Regions from separate parts of the Triticum aestivum genome. Here region 1 is linked to region 2. A link is a contact called in public Hi-C data. All regions are on one chromosome and are shown on one strand. The core of a region is the stretch at or near the end of the contact, and the rest is flanking DNA. Distances in the headings are between cores, read along the strand shown. Region 1 holds the start of LOC123157433. Region 2 has its middle 40 kb from the start of LOC123157239.

Region 1 (2,700 bases), core at 110-2,609, 540 kb before region 2:
GTTTTGCACGTAGGTCTAAAACTACAGCTGCTACAAACTCTGGATGAAAGTCATTTCATGTTCTAATTAAACCTGCATATAAGGACATGGATGACAGAGCTCCAATAATCAGCTGTGCACTTGCATTTATTTGACAGTAAATCACACTAGTACGATGGAATGAAAAAATAGAATGGAAATGGAACAGGTGCCATGGCACACAGATTAATCTTAGGTGCATGCTGTATACCTTGATTTACAAACTCGTTTGGGTTGCTGCTACTTCCAGCTCCATGCTGATCGCTGGATTGCGGCGCTGTACTGATTGAAGACATGCTCCTCTGCGATTGTAGCGCGCTGTTTCCAATCCCGTGTGCGCTCGTGCTCCAGAAGCCCTCAGACAAGTTTGTCTTCCTTACTGAGCGGCCTTGGATCCTCAAACCTTTTGAAGGCTCATCGACCGCTATTATCGGAGCAGGCTTAGCACAGCCACAGCATCCAAGGCAACTTCTGCTCTGTAGCAAAACAGTATTGACCAGTGAACGATTAGCTTCACGTATTCGAGAGTCTGAGATAAGTCATGTGGCAGAACAACCAGCGAAAAGCTATAAAGTAACGAGTATATGTTTCTTGACAGCTTTTGACATTGGACCGCACAACAACCGTCATTCCACGGGCTCGGAAATCATAAGACAGAGCATTTTGGTAAAAGATTACAAAGGTTAGTTTCAAGGTCAGGCAAAAAGTGTCTCTTATACCAAAAATAAGTCATGGACATTATACAAGAATCAGGTACCATCACATGGAGCAGCTCCTACTATGGAAAGTTGGAAACGATGGATTCAAGGACCGCCTAGCCTCTGCAAAGGGACATCGGCATCTAAATGTTTATAGAGCGGCCGAACCGTGTCTATTTATGCGCAAGCAGCAAGAATCAGAACCGGGAAACAGCATCGCGGTTGCACATGGAACCGGGGACAAAAAGGGGAGAACCTCGCATCCACTAATCCTATTGGCCTCCAGGTGGGGGGCACAGCGCGAGCCCTAATCCCTAAACCCGATCGAGCTCGCTGCCGTCGCATCAGGTTACGGCAAGTACGGACGAAATGGGGGGGAGAGTGAGGGAAGACACGCACCCCATGCAGGCGACGAGGCGGCGCACCCAGGAGGAGAGGGACCTGCAGCCTAGCAGCATAGCATCCGAGGCGGTGGGGTCCTGCGCGCCCGTGGTCGTCCCGGCGGTGGAGGGCGGGAGCAAACCCTAGGCCCCAGCGAGGCGCACGGGTGGAGGAGGAGGGGAGGAGGAGGCGGAAGGGGGGAGGTTGCGGGGGCGAGGAGTTGGGGAAGAAGGAATCGGGAATGGGATTCCGTGGTGGGCTGGGATTGGAGAAACAGGAGCAAACGTTGCTTGGATTTTTCTTAAATAAATACGTAAATGCCAGTGGTCCGAAATGGTTGTTTTTGCAGTAAATTACAGAGTTACTCCGTATTGGATATCATCACCGTTCTTTTATCTTTGTTTTACTACTATGTGTATTTTTTTAAAGGATTAGATTTATTATAAAAGTTCACTCAAAGTACAAAGCATCTTAAACATAATAAAAATTACATCGAGGTTCTTAGACCACCGAACAAGCACTACTACAGCAGAACGAGCCGCCGACGCACAACTGTCACCGCTCGCCTACCGTAGCCCGCTTGACTTTGTCGATGATAGTCAAAAAATCTTCATGCACGTGCCCTCAAGGACCAGCGTTTTGGAGCACGGTCGTCGCCTTTGAACTCTTGCATAGAATCGAAGCACCTATTCCAAAGACGAGAAACTCTAACCTCTCTGCCCTAAGGAATCTATGTCGGAGCTCCGTCAACTACGTCCCAGCGGACGAACCCGAGGAGGATAGAAGCCCGGAAGACAAACTCGAAGAAGAAACGCCGCCATCCGTCCGGGTGTCGGACCTACAGGACTAAAAAAACCTAACCTAAACTACTAACCGGAGCGGAAGCACCGGGATTTCTCTCCTCGCCACCGAGCGCTGGAGCGGCAGGCAGAATGAAGGCGAATTTACAAGCTCGCTGATGAAGTCTGGAGGGAAAAATTTGCCCTAGCCACTTATGATTATGGGAGGAAATGAGAGTGTAGTTTCATAAATAGTGAATGGTAACAGTAAAAAAGTATCCAACTTACTGATCCAGTGGTCATCTCTTCACAGAAAGGGGAAGAGGGCATGTGTGTACCTTGAGCTCTAATGTACATATGAAATTTTCCATCCAATCCTTATACAACAAATCAGATCAAACCATTTATGCATGTAGCCAAAGTGCAAGAGCATTATATTTTAGATCATATATCTACAAAACGAGAAAGTATTGTATGCATAATAGTTCCGGTGAACTTTTACACCTTAAACAATTGTTGTTGTACCTGAAGGAGGGATGGCGAGTTAAGAAGTAGCATCGTGAAAAATCACTGTCAAGACAAAAGAAAGAGCCCTACAAATTGGAGTAAAAGAGTTACCGGAATAAATTAACATGTGTCCCCAGATTCGATTATAACAAGAGAAAATGGAACTATAGAGCTCAATAGTGGAGCTATGTGGTAGCAGGGGTAGCACCCCCACCCTTGGAGAAAACTCTGAAGATTTTTTTTGAAGGCCTTTTATGAGGAAAAATAGCTTTCCCCATCATCTTCATTTTTTGGTGTTTCACACCCTTTGGCTTTGT
Region 2 (2,765 bases), core at 199-2,698:
TCGGGAATCTTTAGCCCTGACAGAGGATTTGTATCAAAACAGGATCTCAGTTGCCTCGGACTGTAAGGTAGTCATCGATGATATTGGCAGCCGAGTGCAGCGGTATATGGAGCTATCATTAGGGAGATAGTAGATCATTCAAAAGTTTTTGTCAATTGCTTTTTTAGCCAGTTTAGGAGCTCGAATGTCGAGGCTCACAATTTAGCGAAGCATGCTCTCTCACTTGGTGTTGGCCGCCGTGTGTGGCTGGGCAACCCAGGTAATCTATCTTTCGTCCCTATAAACATTGTGACGAGTTAAATAAAAAGCTTCACGAAGTTGTCTCAAAAAAATGCGACACACAGGGGACCTCCTATACAATGCATTTTGTGTTAAACAAGAGCTCGACGCACACGGGCGACGCAAGACCGGGCCGGCCCACTGATGCAAAAGCCGCTTGTGTTTCCTGTATCACGCGACCTAAAAAAAATCGGAAAACAAGTACGCGACGCTAGCATTTGTTCACATGATCTCGCTCACACCAGATTGCAGACCGAGACAAGTTTGCCACTACACCAGAAAGCTAATGCTGAACATTAAGGCGCAAACTCTATAGCATCATACAGACGGCTTGAGATTTTGGGAAAAAATAGAAACACTTCTTGAAAATTACGAACAATATGAAATGCCGCAAATATTTGTTGCTATTCCAAGCTTTTTTTCTGAAAAAAATGTGAACAACTTTTGTAATCTGAATTTAGAAAAACACGAATATTTTTTGGAAAAACTAACAGTTCTCTAAAACGTGAACAATTTTGAAAAAATCGAACATTTTCTGACCTTGTGAATTTTTTAGAAAACAAAAAACATTTTTTGAAATTATGAACAAATTTGGTAATGAGAATATATTTTGAAATTCCTGTACATTTTATGAAACATGAACATTTTATGAATGACATTCTGAACAGATTTAGGAAAAGATAACATTTTTTTAAAACATGAACATAACAAAAATTGAAACGAAAACATTTTTTTGAAATTATTGAACTTTTTTTAAACACGAACATTTTTTGAAATTGTGGAAAAAATTGGAGACCAGAACATTTTTTGAAATTGGGAGCAAATTTTGAAAACCAGCACATGTTACAAAATTCCAAATAAAAATTTGAAATTTTCAAACAAACGAAACATGAAAAAGAAAAAACAGAAAGACAAAATAAAATAAAATAAAACAGAAAAACAAAAGAAAATTTTAAAAACTAAAAGAGAAGAAGCAAAAAAAGAAGAAGAAAAGGGGAATGGAAAAGTCGGTTCAGGAACCTCTTAGAAGGTTCCCAAAACCAGAAAAAAAAATGCTGGGAACCAGACGATTCCGAAAACCGAAATCTCTCAAACGTTTGAACGGGCCGGCCCATGTCAATCTAGCCCTGTACGTCGCCCCGACTACTTGCCGCAACGAGCGGCAAATACGAATTCCCAAGACACAGAGCAGCGCAAGTGCAATGGGGAGGCACATAGGCTAGTACGTACGGACACATCCCTTAATAATGGCCAACAAGTTTGGCTCGATACCCGACCTGATCCCTCATGTATCCGTGTAAAGCATTGATCTTATGCTATAAAGTGGCACTGTGATTCTCAAAAAGAAACAGGGCGCCCAGTACTGACTAACAAAGAGAAAGAGCTTCCACTCCGGTCATGCATTTGCCTCTTATTATGGTTGTTTACATGTCGGGCCATATGTTATGAAGAAACCATGCAGTAAGTCGTAACGCGTGTTTCTTTTCTTTTTCTTCTCTTCGAAGATGCCCGTCATTGAGACCTCTAGTCAGCTACGTAAGCAGGGGAGCTCCTATATGGCGCACCACGCACTGAAAACGCAGCGGGCGCACACCCCCCGCGCCCGCCTTCACGCCCTTCTGGGCCGGCCCATGTGCGGCCGGGGCCTGCACGCCGCCTGTTTTTTCTTTTGTCTTTTCCTTTGCATTTTTTTCTTTTTTTTCAATAATTCAGGATATCAGCAGCTTCTAAATTTCGGGAAAAGTTGCTAATTTTGAAAAAAACAATCACGATTTCTTAAAAAACTATTATTTTAGAAAGATGCTCGGGAATTCAAAAAATGTTCATGAATTTGTGAAAAATGTTCATGAATTTTAAAAAATGTTCACGAATTTACAAAAATGTTCATGATTTCAAAAAAAGTTCAAGCATTCGCGAAATATTCAGGAAATTGCAAAAAATGTTCGTGGTTATAAAAAGGTGTTTTGAATTTAAGATACTTTTCATGGTTCAAAAAAATGTTCGTGAATTCGAAGAATGTTCACAAATTTGTAAACAATGTTCATGATTCCAAAGCAATGAACAATTTTATGAATTTGATTAACATATTTTGAACAATGATGAACAAATTTGGAATTTGATGAATATTTTTTTAATTTGAAGAAAAAAATTGTATTAGAGAAAAAAATGAAAATAATTATGAACAAAATTTGCGTTTGATGAACACTTTTTCTGAAAAACTGATGAACAAATTTTTAATTCAGTGAACAAATTTTGAATGTGATGAACATTTTTTGAATCTAACAAACAAAAAATTCAATGAAAATAAAGAAACTGATGAACAGCTTTTTAGTGTTATGAAGAACTTTTGAATTTTTATGAACATCTTTTCAGTCTGATGAACAAAAAATTGAATTGGATGAACATTTTATGGATTGTTGAACATTTTTTTGCATCATTGAACATTTTTTGAATTCAATGAACAAAACATTTGTTAATGAAGTAGA

Evidence for each region. A called contact is a pair of places that touch in the nucleus more often than the background predicts.
Region 1: a Hi-C map of an unstated tissue shows a contact between it and region 2, with 8 times the contacts expected there. The contact joins the promoter of LOC123157433 here to the enhancer-like site in region 2. A contact is called at or near these places in 3 of 5 Hi-C or Micro-C datasets (leaf and an unstated tissue).

The regions. Positions count from the first base shown.
Region 1 is chr7B:514,188,566-514,191,265 of IWGSC CS RefSeq v2.1, reverse strand. LOC123157433 reads right to left here and starts at 1,359. Exons shown (of 5, transcript XM_044575715.1): 1 at 1,116-1,359; 2 at 230-489. The coding sequence starts at 1,174.
Region 2 is chr7B:513,648,429-513,651,193 of IWGSC CS RefSeq v2.1, reverse strand. No RefSeq gene overlaps it. Among protein-coding and RNA genes, the nearest start is that of LOC123157239, 40 kb to the right of the region's middle. Within about 2 kb of position 1,448, at least 2 of the 8 cell types and tissues checked have an H3K27ac peak or open chromatin away from gene starts, as enhancers often do.